Linked DNA regions of Sus scrofa: region 1 is linked to region 2. A link is a contact called in public HiChIP or PLAC-seq data. All regions are on one chromosome and are shown on one strand. Each heading gives the region's core, a stretch centred on a gene start, on an enhancer-like site or on the middle of the called end of the contact. The rest is flanking DNA. Distances are from core to core; before and after follow the strand shown.

Region 1 (3,237 bases), core at 579-3,078, 250 kb after region 2:
CAGATTGGTGGCATATGCCCTGTACCTGACGGTGACGTGCTGTCCTCACAGGCACCCACAAGCACGCACCATCCAGGCTGTGAAAATAACAAGCCGTTTTTAGGGCGTATTTGCATGTCCTCTCCTGCGCTGTCAGACTGCAGCGTTGCGGGGGCGACAAGGCAGATGGAGCTGAGTGGAGGGTGCTGGCGTGCAGTGAGGCCAGCCCTGCCCTGGGACTGACATCCAGGGCTCTAGGTCAGACCCAAGGTGGTGGAGGGGCTCATTCTGAAAGCACCTGAAAACTAAAGGGGGTTGGGAGACAGACTTGCAGCTGGAGAATCTTATGTCCCGAAGATTTATTTGCATATGGCAAACTGCCTTGATGGATTTTCACATTGGCATTTTGGACTAGTAAAAGTTTCTCGAATAACAATAAGGTACGAGCTCACATTTATTAAGCATTTAATATGTAGCAGGCGCCGTGTGAAATGCTTCACATGTCAGATCTCATTTATTCCCTACCCGATCCTGGTGTCCGGGTTCCCCCTGTTTTAAGGAGGAGGAATTTGACGACCAGAGGGGAGGTGGTCGGGTCATTCAGGGTCACACGGCTGGAAGCGGGCAGAGCTGGGCCCTACACGGGGGTGATGGGCGGCTGTCATAGCAGAGAACACCAGGCACGGTGCTGGCCACTCTCTGGGAAGCATCTCATTGAACTCGCGCAAGAACCCTTTCGAGTCATTATTATTACTGTTGTTATTGTTGTGCCCACATTACGGATGAGGTCAACGAGACTTGGGGACCTCCAAGGTCACGCAGCTGGGAAACGAGCCCAGAAGTCTGACTTTGCAGCCAAAGCTTTAACCTTAGGCTACGCTGCCTCCTGTGCTCTCTGCCTGCCTTCCAGGCTGCTAATCAGTGCTCTTTTGGGCTGGGGAGGCGAGATGAACGTGGCCCCAGAATGCTCCATCATTTTGATGACCTGGCCTGATGAGCGCTGAGCCCAGCAGTTCTGCAGCCATATCATCTCCCAGGCCCCCAGAGAGAGACGGGCCAAGCCACTGTGCAGGCAGCTCTGTCCCAGCTGGTTCTTGAGCGGCCTGCCTTGGAGAGGCCAGCAGCCTTTTGGGCCACAGCCAAACCCATGAAGCAGTGGGGCGAAAGAAAATCGGAGGAATTAAGTTAAAGGACAGGTTTGGTAAAGGAGAAAGGGTTTTGTGCTGCTGTTGTGTTTATTATATGGTTGAGACATCAGGCGAAACCCTTTGGGTACCAGTGCTGGCCTGCAGACCATTTGCCCAGCAGGTGCTTGCTAAGACCTACCATGTGCCAGACCCTGGGAGCTGAACTTTAAATAGGTAGACAAACCTGCCTTCTCTTGGACTGTGGATTGGAGGGGGGACATCCAAAAATAAGCAATTCATGTACAGTATCAAAGGCCAGGTTGTGGTGAGTATTGTGAAGAAAAACTAAGCAGACCAAGTCGATGGAAGGGCTGGCTGGGGAATCTGGGCATGTCATATTCTGGTTTATGGGGTTTTTTAGATCCGACGCTTCTCTCTTGCCTCTTCGTTCTTCTTCCCTTTCCAATATTCCTTTTTAAGACACCTTTGCTCTCTGGTTTCTCCAGTGTTTTCCTGCCTCCCTTCATATTTTGTCTGCAGCCCTTTAAAGCTAGCCTCCGCTGCCACCAATCATTCTCTATTGTCCTGGGGATCTCGGCCCTTGCCCGCAGGTCATCTCTGAGTGGGCTGCTGCGGTTGCAGTGGCCACACCCTGCCTCTGGGCCTGGAATGCATTTCCAGTAGTGGGGGAGGGAGGCCAGATGCCCACCTTTGTGTGTGACAAACACACACACACACCACCAAGCACTTCACAACGTGCTAGATGGGATCCCTCCCCCTCCGTGCTACGCTATAGTGCTCTTGAAGGGACTCAAGTTCAAGGGAGGTTAGCCTGGATGACCTTTTAAGAAAGAAAGAGGTTGCAAACTGTCATTCCATGGGCAAGAGTCAGCCTACAGATGAATCTTGTTTGGCCCTCACTGTGTGGGGTTTTTTTTTTCTTCTTTTTCTTTTTTTTTTTTTTTTAATTGAATGAATTGCTATATTTAAAAGTCAGGAAATGCAGACTTTTTGGTTTTTTTTAAAACCCAGCCTATCTGGCCACTCTAGGCCCATACCCTTAAAGGCACTGAGAAGCTGGAGCTGGGCAGCTGGCACTCACGGTATTGGCATGTGGGCCTCAGTTCTCCACAGTCCCCACTACTCCCTGTTGCCTTCCACCCAGCCCACTTCATGCTATCTGTGTCACCAGCATGCTTTTGAGTTTGTGTCCTGTGTTTAGGTCCCAAGGACCAGGACTACATCTTACATTCCTTTTTACTCCCACCAGATGGTGGCCAGTGCCTGGCCTGTAGACTGTTTCACACACACCTGTTGCCTGGGACATTGATTAGCTGTGTCAACTTGGCACGTCACTTAAACTTTCTAGCCCTTGAGTTCTTTATCGCCCAATTCTCACCTCCAAACATCGGTCCATTTGTGTTTCTATTTCTGAACAGAGGTGACTTCAGGCAGAAGACAAGTGGACACAGTGGTTGAAAAATCAAACCAACCAGTCTCAAACCTGACTGATCATCAAAGCTATTTGGGGAGTTCCCTGGTGGCTCAGCAGGTTAAGGATCCAGCATTGTCACTGCTGTGGCTCTGGTCATGGGTTTGATCCCTGGCCTGGCACCTTCCACATGCTGTGGGTGGGGTCGCAAAGAAACAAACAAAAAGTATTTGGAAATGTCCCTATGCATTCATATTTCCAGGCCCAACCTTGGGCCTCAGAGAGTCTCTGGGGCAGGGTCCAGGGATTCTGTGTATTTAGTGGCCCAGCTACATTTGGGAGCCTGACTTTGTTTGTACTCCTCAGGCTCTTCTGATCCCTATCAGGGAGCACTCTGAGGGGCTCCCCTTCCAGAAGGAGCGTGTGCCTTCCATGGTAGGCTGTCTCTCCAGCACATACCCCGTGGGGTGACTGGATTCTGGCCCCCATCATCTCTGGAGCAGGAGAGGACACTTAACTGTTTGTGGATCTCCCCAAATGACACTGGTCACTTCCCCACTTCTCCAGGGAGCCTTACGGGACATTGAGAAGGTTTTCATCATTGGAAGCGTGGGTCTAGGAATCCATGGACCACAGGGTGGCCTTGGAAGGTGTGCTCGCTCTCAGTTTGCTCACCGAAAAGACCAAAGTGTTCATCCA
Region 2 (3,302 bases), core at 506-3,005:
GTGTCCTGTTATTTAATATATAACACCTACTGATGGCCATCATATTAGAGGGGAAAAGTCACAAAAGGCAAAATTCCACATAAAAGCAACTCAATGAATGCTTGCCTAGAGAATTGTCTGAGGTGGATGATACAGCAGCAGTACTCAAAAACTGAAAATCATTTCACCTACTCTTCTACCTCATAATAATATAACATTTTTCTTAGTGTTTTAGACCTTACAACAGCACTTTAACATATTATATTGTTTAAATATAATCAGGATTCTCCTGAATCATAAACACTTAAAAGGATTTTTCGATTTACTCCTAAATTCATCAGACAAAGAGGCTCTTGCTTTAACTCTTTTAACTAAACTATCCTGAAGCCAGAAACAAGCAAGAGTCTCCACTAGGAACTGTCTTCCACTCACAGCTCCATCAATTGCTCCTGTTTCCTGCCTACAAATAACTCAGTCTAGTTTTGTTCAACTGAACCCATGAACTAGGAAAAAGAGGCAAGACCTGGAGAGCTGCAATTATTGCAGTACTACTTCCTGTTGAAGAAGCAGCCAGTGGCTTCCAGTCTTCTTCCATTTTAGGATATTTCCCTTCTAAGTTCTGACCAAAGATAGAACAATTTCTCCCGCTCCATCATTTCTAGAGAATTTGCTTAAATCACTTAAAGCAACTTTCCTTTGTTTATTCAGTTTACCTTCTTCAAAAGCCATTTGTATTTCCTACACCCCATCTTTTCTTCATGCCTTCGGGTACTGTTGTAGAAAGACTCTGATCTGGGTAAAAACATGCTAATCTTTCTATAAAGATCAATCCTCCAATCTTAAATAGTTCTTGTGGTTTTTCAAAGGTGCTCTTCATTTGAAGAGCCTTTTTTGTGCTGCCTCCAGAGTCTCTCATGAAAGGGATAGGAAGGGCTCAGTCCCCCTTCCCCTTATTCTATGCACACTTCCACCTTCCTACCACCCAAATAAAGGTCTGTTTTTGTTCTCTACGATACTTCTGGTTAGCAAAAATCCTAATCTCGGAGTTCCTGCTGTGGCGCAGTGGAAGCAAATCTGACTAGGAACCATGAGGTGGGTTCGATCCCTGGCCTCACTTGGTGGGCTAGGGATCTAGCGTTGCCATGAGCTGTGGTGTAGGTCACAGATGTGGCTCAGATCTGGCGTTGCTGTGGCTGTGGGGTAGGCTGGCAGCTGTATCTCAGATTCAATCCTTAGCATGGGAACGTCCATTCGCCGAGGGTAAAAAAGCAAAACAAAAACAAAGCAAAACAAAACACACCTAATCTCTTGCAGTTTTTCTTCCATCTTGCTCTCTTTCTGAAAAATTTGAAATTGAAATTATTTTAACTAAAAGCTACTTTTGACTACTACATTTCTCAAAGACAGCACAGTTGTTCAAGTCTAAATAGCAATGAATCCATGCCCTAGTTTTATACATAGCTGTCACTCTGGGAATAAAAGCCATAGGGATTAAAACCAAATCACTTCTCTTAACCTTGAACATTAACATATAAATGAATTCCGGCTTTAAAAAATTACAACTATATATCTGGTTTCTGTCTCAAGAGCACTAATAGCATATACTTAAGTGTTTCATCATACCAACATTTCTATGGGACAGTTGGTCCAGTCACTTGGCTGACAGCACAGCCAGAATTATTGTTCAAGGCTGTTAACATAACTTTTTATATCAAGCTGGTTGTCACATGACTGCTGAGAAAACCACAGCCTTCTGGGCAAAGCACAGCCTGCTGGCCTGACTAGGTCACAGAAACCTCACAGACCAGCATGCTGCTGCCTCTACTGGCTGTTACAGCAGGACATACCTCTTCGTAATTTTTTGCCTCCACTCCATGCTTCATGTCTAGGATCACGAGTTGGTCAGGTATCCGCCCTGTTCCTGAGAAAGAAATCAAAGGATTCATTGTGCGGAATATTTAAAATTCCGGGAAATCACCCACCCACCCTCTCTCTCCCTCCCTAACCCCTACCCTCTCAATAGAGGGAAATAGCCTCAACTCCTCCCCCTACTCAGCTGCAGAAAATTCCTGGCTCTGGCTAAAAATCACAAGCATTCCAGACAAAGCCTCTATCTGTGAGGGGGGCCAGAAAGCAACGAGAACACGCTGCTGGCAAACATCTCTGAGGGAGCAGCACACAAGATATGTAGTTGGCACCACAGAGGAATAGAACCAGAGAAGAGAAAACACACTGGCTTATTGGATTAGGAAATAAAACTCCAAAGTCAAAACATCATACAACTGACTGGCATACAAACCCGGAGGTAGTGGGCACCAGCTTAGGCCGAAAAGTACATTTCCACATCTAAAAAGGCTGACCCATGAAATTCTGAGAGAAGGATTACTGCATACACGCTAAGCCTGAATTTACTTAATACAAATACAAGTACTGAAAAGACCACAGCATTTATCTAATATTTTATAGGACTAAAGTATTTTGGTCAATGTAAGGCCATTTCAATAAGTAAACAAAATGTTATAGAACTAGTCCCACAAAACCCTTACAAGAGAAGAGCCCAAGAAGAAACTTGACAAAAAGAGTACAGTTCTTGGAGATACTTCTTAAAAGAGGAATGTTAATTTGGGATAGTAGGATCAACAGAGCAATGTTCATATTAGAAAAGGCAATCTGCCTTTTTTGGGGGGGTGGATCTTTTTAGGGGCACACCCATGGCATATGGAAGTTCCCAGGCTGGGGCTGAATCAGGGCTGCTGCTGGCCTATGCCACAGTCACAGCAACGCCAAATACGAGATGGGTCTGCATCCTACACCACAGCTCACACTAACACCAGATACTTAACCCATTGAGCAAGGCCAGGGATTGAACCTGCATCCTCATGGATACTAGTTGGGTGCGTTACCACTGAGCCACCACAGGAACTCTAGGAAAAAGTAATCTGATTCAGCTTGATCAGAAAGAATTCTAATCTTAAATCATCAAGTGGGAGTAAAGGGACTGGAGTGGTTCAAAAGAGCCCCAGAAAATTGCTCAGTCCCAATTCCCTGGAATTTACCCGATTACTTATAAATTTCAAAACTGCCTGCATGAAATTAGGAGTTTTGGAAACGGTGCCACTTAAGCACTTGGGTTCCTAAGACCATAAGCCAGAGAATGCACTGAACACTGAGAGACACTGGAGATTTTCTGAGATGGACTGAAGCCAAATCAATAACTACTCATTTAGAGCTCACTAGGAACTAGAACTGTGCTAGATATTTCAATCTCTGCCTTCAAATAATACAATGGGCATCTAATACATAAATATGCATAACAGCTACAG

The links. HiChIP or PLAC-seq counts read pairs in DNA pulled down with a chosen protein or histone mark.
Region 1: an H3K27ac HiChIP or PLAC-seq map of alveolar macrophages shows a contact between it and region 2. The contact joins two enhancer-like sites. A contact is called at or near these places in 1 of 5 promoter capture datasets (liver), 6 of 47 Hi-C or Micro-C datasets (adipocytes, alveolar macrophages, embryonic fibroblasts and 3 more) and 1 of 2 datasets of contacts at active chromatin or transcription factors (alveolar macrophages).

Annotation. Positions count from the first base shown.
Region 1 is chr7:98,587,908-98,591,144 of Sscrofa11.1, forward strand. The region is part of intron 2 of JDP2 (jun dimerization protein 2); the gene reads left to right. Among named protein-coding and RNA genes, the nearest start is that of JDP2, 15 kb to the left of the region's middle. Within about 2 kb of position 1,829, at least 16 of the 83 cell types and tissues checked have an H3K27ac peak or open chromatin away from gene starts, as enhancers often do. A contact at or near this core is called in alveolar macrophages and embryonic fibroblasts, where this site is marked.
Region 2 is chr7:98,339,941-98,343,242 of Sscrofa11.1, forward strand. It overlaps TMED10 (transmembrane emp24 domain-containing protein 10), which reads right to left. Exons shown (of 5, transcript XM_001926711.5): 3 at 1,827-1,900. Among named protein-coding and RNA genes, the nearest start is that of NEK9, 20 kb to the left of the region's middle. Within about 2 kb of position 1,756, at least 46 of the 83 cell types and tissues checked have an H3K27ac peak or open chromatin away from gene starts, as enhancers often do. A contact at or near this core is called in alveolar macrophages and embryonic fibroblasts, where this site is marked.